2 separate regions of the Mus musculus genome follow, and region 1 is linked to region 2. The links are chromatin contacts, called in public Hi-C maps. All regions are on one chromosome and are shown on one strand. Each heading gives the region's core, a stretch centred on a gene start, on an enhancer-like site or on the middle of the called end of the contact. The rest is flanking DNA. Distances are from core to core; before and after follow the strand shown.

Region 1 (4,629 bases), core at 520-3,019, 580 kb before region 2:
CCTGATGTCACTGAATCCTACATGTCATCATTGTGTCAACAATGCCCTAGTAGGACAGTGTCGATGGCCTAAATCCCCATTTGGATATAAGCATTGTGGGTAAAATGATGAAATTCCTGTGCTATTTCTGTGGCTAACTAAATAGGTGTTGCCTCAACTACAACCAGAAAATACTCAAAAGTTCCTGATAATGATATGGAGAGCTTTATAAACAAAAACACTGTACCTAAACACAAAATATGAACTAAATATTTTTAGTGTCAAGTGTTCAGAGGAGCTAACTGAAGCTCTGAATACAATATTGAGATTTATTTCCAGTACAGCCATGTGTTTTTTTAATGATAGGAAACTGTTCTGAGAAATACGTTGCAAGAAATACTGTGCTCAGAATACAGTTGCCACATGCACTAGAATTCAGATGGTTCCAAGTGTCACCAAGTGACAGTCTTATGGGATCACTGTCATGTATGTGGCCCATTACTGACCAAAGCATCCTTGTGCACCATGTGGCTGTGCTATGTAGTATGAGGCTCGCGTGTATAGATGGATGTATAAGAAAAGTAACTTCTGCCATGTATTGGTTTTTCTTATAAAGTACACTTGATACACATCACAGCAGATGATGCTCCTTCTCAACCAGGATCATCTCCAACCCTGAAGAGTATGTTGGCATATCTAGAGAGATACTGTGGACCACCCCACTGGGTGGGGGTTAGATACACACTGGACAGGGATATTCTGAGGTATACTCTGACACACAGGACAGCCATGATCAGTAAACAAGCACCTGAGGCAAAGGATGAAAGTTTTGAGATCAAGAAATGGCACGGGATAGCCCAGATGGACCAAATTCAAGGATTGCAGAAGGTCCATTAGCAACTTAGAAATGTTAAAGACTTGAATGAGCTTGGAGATGGGAACAAAACTAGAACAAAAGCAAAATATGCACATAGAAAGTACTTCAATACTCTTTTAAATGGAGTTAAAATATGCAGTGCTATTGATTTCACTAGCTGGAAAAGTGGAACCATCTGAGTCTATCAATGGCAGCTTACATGAATAAACTGTAATCAAATCATGCTGTGAAACATTCTGCAGCCAGTAAAAATGGTGACTTAAAAAATAATTAAAATGTAATTACATCACATCTTCCCGAGCCTTGGCTAAATATATATATATTGATATTGATATATAGATATCAATAATATATATATATACATACACACACATACATATACACACATACTAATGTATAAGCATAGATATAACTACAATCTACTGAATCGAATCCATTTGGTGTTGCTTGTTTGCATATCACCTCATGGCTGACCACTTTGTATTGTATTCCTGTATTTAAAGCTGAGGGGACATCATGGAAGAAAGGGTGAAAAATTTGTAAGAGCCAAAGAGCTGGGAAGTCTATGGTGAGACAGCTCCAAAATACAGAGCATCACTGTTACAGCCTGAGCACACATCCCTAAAAGCCAAGTTGCGTGAGCTTCTCGCAGGCTGTGGTGTTCACATGGGGAGGCACTGCTGGTACAAAGCAAACTATCAAGGCCGATTTCTTTAAAAGAACAGGATCTCAGAAGAGAAGGAAAGAAGATAACCCTAGAAAGTAAACTTGGGCTTAGGAAGGGGAGAGAGGTCACAGGAAGAGGGGAAGGCAGCATATGAAAGTGTGCAGGAAAGCATTGTGTTGTTCCTGTTTTCACCAGCCAGTGCTGCTGTTGGTCAAGTTAGTGCAGGAAAGCAGGGAAATGAAACCAGGAACAGCCTCCAAACATCTGGCCAGTGGCTGGCGGTCAGGTCCCGCCACAGAACAGCATGGCTGGGCAGGCCTGCTTTGGCCTTGCTGCCTTTCTTTCATCTTCTTCCACTGCTCATTTGACAGTTCTGCACTGGAGGTTGGTGGGATCGAGGGTAGCCATACCAACACAGAGACACTGCCTGCTCTGAATTAAAAATCTACTCTGGACCGCACAGACCTGTCTCCCCTTGAAGATCGCCTCTCAGCACACAAGATCCTCCTTAGCCAAAGCTCATTTCCAGAACGTTCTCTCTGTTCCCTGATCCCAAGAAATGAAGGCCTCCTCCAGGTCTGCTGACTGTTACTCAAAGCATTAAGCCATGCTTCCCAGGTCCTAAGGCACAAATAAAGCAACACACAGGCATCTCTAACAATGCACACACAGTTATACACACACTTGAACACCGTGATGGGTGTAGCTGTGATTAATACACCGTTGCTATGTTTCCTACATACTCTGGATATAAGAAGCCTACCTTAGGATAATAGAGTAATCAGGTTTACAACATTAAAGATCTGAAAACTTGAGCCAGTTTAAACTTTCAAACAGCCAAGACACACACACACACACACACACACACTCTCTCTCTCTCTCTCTCTCTCTCTCTCTCTCTCTCTCTCTCTCATGTTTGTGTATATCTTAGCATGTGTGGGCTTCTTAGCACATGTGTACAAGTACACATGAGCCCATGCATGTGGAAGCCAAAGGAAAGTGTCAGGTGTTCTGTTCTATCATGGTCTGTCTTATTCCTTTGAGAAAGGGACTCCCTTTGAACATAGAACTACACTGTCAGCCAGCAAGCCATACTAGTCCTCATATATTCAATGCCAGAGCACTGGGTTATATTGTGGGATTTAGGTTATTACAGGGGATTTTTAACTCAGGTCCTCAGGCTAGCAAAGCAAGTGTTCTTAATCACCATGTTACTCTACTGTTGCTGTGATAAAACACCATGACAAAGACAACTTTTGGAATGAAGAGTTTATTTGGAACGAAAAGTTATGGTTCCAGAGGGCTAGAGTCCATAATCAGGCATGTATGGAGAATGGAGCAGGATTCCGAGTGTTCACATCTCAAACGGCAAGCACAAAGCAGAGGGAACGAGCTGGGCGGTAGATCGAGGCTTTCTGCTCTCGTGGCCACTCCCTAGTAACACACTTCCTCCAAAAGGCTACACCGTCATACCTCCCCCAACAGTGCCACCAACTGGGGACTGAGTCTCCAAATGTCCAACCCCTTAATACAATTTCTCATGTTGTAGTGACCCCAAACCATAAAATTATTTTGTTGCTACTTCATAACTGCAATTTTGCTACTGTTCTAAGTCATACTGTAAATATCTGATACAGGACTCCTGTGAAAGGGTCATTCAACCCTCGAAAGGGGTCACACCCCACAGGCTGAGAAGTGCTGCACTAAAAAGCCTCTCCCATCCCCTAGCCAAGACCTTTATAGTTTGTTGCATAACCATTCTCAACTTCCCTTGAAGAGGTCACCCTTGGGTCCCTGGGTTCTTTACTATATAGAATTAGGTTTAGATGGTTTGCACGTGAGAGACTGACAAAACATGAATGTTTTTCTTGCTTACAAAATAGCGATATATTAGCGTACTATTAATCCAGCGCCAGTGGAAGAAACTAGGAAGATATATTTATCTTTCTGAATTACAATCTCAGAGAACCCCACCCACAATGCTGCGAGGAGATGATGAGTGGCTTGGGGAGCCCTTCAGTGGCTCTGGAACCTTCTTTCACACCAGAGTTGAATGACTGCTCTGAAAGCTGGATTTCACCGTCCTCTCCTGGGACTGCAAGGGCAGGTGCCAGTCACAGCCTTTCCCCTTCTTTGCTGCTGACTTGAGACCCACCAAACCCATTCACATCTGAAAGTTAAAGCGTCTACATTTAGAGTATGACTCACAGGACAGAATCTGTTGCCTGCCAGATGGCAAAGGGAACAGGGAGTGTCAGGCTGTGTTCCTATAAAGATCTGTGGTCACAACATAGTCAGACCTAAGACAGACAGAACACTGAAAGGCTCTAAAAGGTGACTCTAGAAAGTGCGAGGTGCAGAGCTTACGGCAGAGGACCTGGCCGGGGGGGGGGGGGGGGCATTGGCGATGAAAAAGCTTGATATTTCAAACACATAAATACAGAGAACCAAGAATGGAAGGATGGAAGATAAACTGACAGCTGCTTCCTCAAACACGTATGTGTCATAAGCATATGACACAGAAAGCAGATGAAGGATATTATTTGGGTGGAAGCAAGGAGAACAATGGGGAGATGGAGGAGGGGGGAGGGTGGCATTCAAGTAATATGAGGGAAGTACAGAAATACACAAATGTTATAACAAGACCCTTCAAGAAAGTTAATCCTAAAACTTCCTGAGGTTTGCACATGAGAATGGATTCCAGGACAAGAAGCTAGCCAGTGAGAACTGTGCTCTGAGTTGCGTATCCACCTTTTAACACTACATGCCATCATATGCTGTCAGTAGCAGACTGAAGGTGCATATGAACATGTGTGTCTGTCAACTATGTTCAGTATGTGAGCTCAGGGTACATAATTCCAAAGATGTCCCAATTTCCAAATAAGGCACTTGAGTTAGTACCAGGAAACAAAGAGAATTAACTAAAGTTGAGATTTTAAAGAAAGCAGGCAACAGGAAATTTTACTATCTTAACCACATTTTTCTTTGTTTTGCTGTGTGTGTGTGTGTGTGTTACGTATACAGTTTATATGCAAGTGTTTTCATAGGTGCATAAACTCATGAGTGTGCAAAGGTTAAGGAAAGTAAGATATCCTGCTCTATTCCT
Region 2 (4,179 bases), core at 1,635-4,134:
CATTCCCCAAATACTGAGGCTAGTATTAAAGAAGTCTGAGCAACAGAAAAGAAAGCCCTCACAACGGCATTCAAACTGTCCTGTGTGTCAATTCACTTAGCCCTCTCCTGTGACTCTATCGGAAAGTTGTATGCCCTGACAAGGCCATGAAGAATGGCTCAGAAAGGTTGCCAAACCTTTGGTCCCATGACCACACAGTAACTGTTAAAGCTAGAATTCCCAACTTTGCCCTTGATGTTGCCGTCACGTGCTCTGTGAGGACCAGGATGCTGCTGAGGAAGCAGTCAGTGACAGAGCAAGGGCTTTGAATGGAAACCAAATGAAAAACGAAAACAGAAAAGGAGGAAGAACAAAAGCCTGGGAAAGAAGTAGAAGGAAAGGCTGGGAGTCAGCTCAGCAGGGTGACTGTCACAACCAGCAATCAGGAAGAAAAGTCCAGTCCACATACTTTCAGGCTTGCAGGGAGTTCACAAGAGGGGCGATTTGGGTTTCTCCATCAGGGTTCGACTTAGAGTCTCCATGAAGGGTTAGGGGACAGCCAGTGGGCTAGAATAATCTTTGCAAATAACATGGAGGAAAATGCGCTGCAGCATTTGCAAGATGTACCCCTAAATGCTTCTCTTGCTGGGAATGAGCCTCACGTCATCCCATGTCTCTCCTTCCCAATATACACAGCACACACACACACACACACACACACACACACACACACACACTTGTTGGGGAACTTATTATCTAGCTTGCCCTTTCCCCAGAAAATACAGGCATCCTAAAAAGATCAAAAGCCGGGAAATGGAAAAGGTCTCATCAGGAATCCCAGGAGCTCCAGGCTGGGAGAGGCATCCCCGGCACCCTTCAATTACTGGAGAAGCCTTTCAGGGAGTTGATGGTGGTGTCTGGACAGACACCACTGTCTTCATAAAGTAGTGGTTAGAGGTGTGGGCTTTGAAGTCAGGCTGTCTTGGAGACAGACTATCTGGCTTGGAGTCTGTCCCAGGCTCAGTGTTTGCTGGTTTCTAGAACTAGCATTAGTCTTCTAGGCCTCGGGTTCTTACAGGACTCACCAGGGTACCGTACAAGTTGCCCAGTGTAATGGGCACAAACAGTGCAGCACAGCATGTACCTGACGAGAATAAAGTAACCTGTGTGGGAAACTAGTAGGTGCTGCTCCTGATCTAGAAAGCTGTTTTTTTTTTTTTTACACCCCTACCCCACCCGTGTGTGTATGTGTGTGTGTCTGTCTGTCTGTCTGTCTGTCTGTGTCTCTCTGTATGTGTTCGTGTTCCTGTGTATGAGTGATAGCATGCACACGTCATAGTACATCTGCCACAGTACTTATTTGAAAGTGAGTCTCTTGCTTGTCCAGCACTATTTTATGCTGGGTTAGCAGGCCCATGGACTTCTGGGAAATCTCCTGTCTCTGCCTCACAGCTCACTGTAGGACCACTAGATTACAAATGTGTAGCCGACTACTGGAATACAGACGTGCAGCTCTGTCACTTGGCCTTCTCTGCCTTTTCAAGATCCAACCTGAGCTCCTCACTGTCAGGGGGCAGTTGCTTTACCGATTGAGTCATCTCCCTAGCCCCAGACCCGAGGTGCATTCATTTAGCCACTCAAATAACAGTACTGAAATAAACATCCCAGCTGAGGGTTGATTCCTGCCCCCAGCTCCTAGAATTTTCCCCCCTCATTTAATCCTCACAGCAAGGCCACCACAGTTAATCCCAGCCCAAAGCTCTTGGATGTTAGTCTTGTGCCCGGTGTGTAGTTAGAGGCACTTAAGGCGGGGTTCCAGAGACAGCCTTTGTGAAGTGTGAGTTCCTTCCGTTCAGAGTGCACGGACAGGTAGGCTACACTAGAGACCTGAATGGGTGTTTTCCACCTCCTCCTCCCCCCTCAGCTGTCCGGCAAGGTCAGGGCAAATTATACCTGTGAGTATTCAAGAGTGAGTACCACCTTAAATCAGACACCCTGGCACCTCCCTAACTCATGCTGCGTCAGGTCATGCTGTTGGCTCCAAGACAAGTCACTGCCTTTTCTGCACACATAAGAAAGCAAACAAGCAAAAGATTTAGAGAGAGGGGGGAAAAAAAAAACAAGAGGGCAGGCAGTTAAATTTGGAAAAGAGTTCTAAGTGCCAATTTTTTTTTTTTTTTTTAAGAATTTATCTCTCAGGCATCCTGGGAAAATTTTAGACAGAGCTGAGAACAAAACCATTCAGTATGGGAAGTGTGTCCTGTAGACCTGAGATTCCTAGGCGACTGGAAAATGAGGCCAAGACCACTCCTAGGGTTTGGCTGAGGAGAGAAGGTTTTGTTGTAGGTGTGAGGGAGAGGACAGCCAAAGGCATCTGGAAGGGTCCAGACTGAACTGGGCCACGGTCGGGGATGGGAGGCGAGAGAGGAAAGGAGTGGCAAGCGATCCAAGAGAGGAACCAAGATACTAAGAGGGCATGTAACTAAAATGGCTGAGTTATATAGCGATCAGAGGCTGGGGGAAGGAAAGCCCAATCCGCGGGCTACAGAGGTTTAGGGGAAGGAGAGGGGGAGGGGCGAGAAGTTCAGGGAGAAGCCACAGGCTACTGAGAGGTAGCCAGAGTCAGCTTTGATATGTTAATAGGCACCTCAGGTAGCCAATTGCCCTGGGTTTCTTTGAGACCTAACATTAGGCAAACCCTCCTCTGTGCAAGGGCAGCTGGGACAGTTCCGAGTGAGAAGTCTGTGCAGTGAGGTGTCACACGCAGATAATGTCCTTCCTGCCTTTCCCGGGCACGGAGAGGTGCCCCGGCTCAGTGCATAAGCCCTTCATCTGGACAGAACCTTCTAGACTAACTAGGACCAGGTTTCTTCTAATCGTTGGGCTGGGTCTGGACTTTCAGAGCGTACAATATTGGTTAAGAAGGACACCTAGGGGCCGTCCCGGTTTACTGCAGGCAGGCACTCCTAGCTGCCCTGGATTCGGGATTCTCAATATTGTATGAACAAGGTGCTGTAGGTTACAGGGAGAAGGAAACAAACCTAACGAAAGCCCAGTTTCTAATTTCTAACCCCCAACACTTCTGATTACTCGCTGTGCTCTTGGGGGAGTTGTTTGGGGGGTTAGAAGCATGGAGAAATGTAGGGATTCAATAACATCTAACTCTTAATAACGTGTGCCTCAGTTCTTGGGACAAAGTAAGCCACGTCTTGTTATTGTTTCTAATGGGACTCTGCAAGGAAGAGAGTTAGTAACATTTAACAGCATTAAATTTAAACATCAATAATGTAAGACTTACATTTTTAATAGTCACTGAAGACCACAGTAGAGGTTTATAAAAAGTAAAGTACTTTCTCAGGGGGAAAAAAAAGTCAAACAAGCCAAACTGGCAAGATTTTTTAAACACAGTCTTTTAGAAAATCAAAATTAATTTATACATACACACAAATTCTGCTTTTTGGTTTTTTTTAAATTTTTTAAGTAAAGACAGGCTTGATGTGACTGGTTTTTCCTTTGCTTCAAACAACAAATGGTTTGTCCCTGTCTGGTACTGTGCCAACATATAACAAGAGGGCCCAGTGACATCTTTGTTTGCTTTAGATACAAGAATGAGAGCCCAGGATAAATGCTCAGACACACCAAAGGTCACATAATCAAGTACAGAGGAAATCACCCCCACACAGGAGCATCCTGGTGCAAGTCACCTTTTAAAGGGCATATGAAGAAGGACCACAGCGTTGGGGTGATCACAGGGCCTCGTGCATGCTGGGGCTGGGGCTGCAGCACAGAGACACATGCCAGCTGGGCATGGATCTAACTCTGCGCAGTCATGTGTGTGAAGGGAGAGAGAAGGAGACAGAGACACAGAGAGACAGAAACAGACAGGGAGACAGAGAAAGAAAGACATAGAGACAGAGACAGGAAGGAAGTGGAGGGGGAGGGAAGGGGAGGAGATAGAAGAGGGGGGAATGGGGAGAGGAGGGGAGGGGAGGAAGAGGAGGAGACATAGAGTCTTACATGGCCAAAGCTGGCTTCCAACTTGTGTAGCAGAGAACGACCCTAAACTTGTAATCTTCCTGCCTCTACCTCCTGAGTGCTGGGATTAGAGGTGTGTGCCACCGGGCTTGATTCACTGGTGCTGGGGACAGAACCCAGGGCTTTACACATATTGGGCAGGCATTCCACCACTGAGCTACATCC

The links. Hi-C and Micro-C count contacts between places; a contact is called where the count stands out from the background.
Region 1: a contact with region 2 is called in a Hi-C map of uterus, with 4 times the contacts expected there. The contact joins two enhancer-like sites.

Annotation. Positions count from the first base shown.
Region 1 is chr6:97,855,026-97,859,654 of GRCm38.p6, reverse strand. All of the region lies in intron 1 of Mitf (melanogenesis associated transcription factor), which reads right to left. Among named protein-coding and RNA genes, the nearest start is that of Mitf, 50 kb to the right of the region's middle. Within about 2 kb of position 1,769, at least 48 of the 459 cell types and tissues checked have an H3K27ac peak or open chromatin away from gene starts, as enhancers often do. A contact at or near this core is called in uterus, where this site is marked.
Region 2 is chr6:97,276,831-97,281,009 of GRCm38.p6, reverse strand. No RefSeq gene overlaps it. Among named protein-coding and RNA genes, the nearest start is that of Gm32191, 26 kb to the right of the region's middle. Within about 2 kb of position 2,884, at least 246 of the 459 cell types and tissues checked have an H3K27ac peak or open chromatin away from gene starts, as enhancers often do. A contact at or near this core is called in uterus, where this site is marked.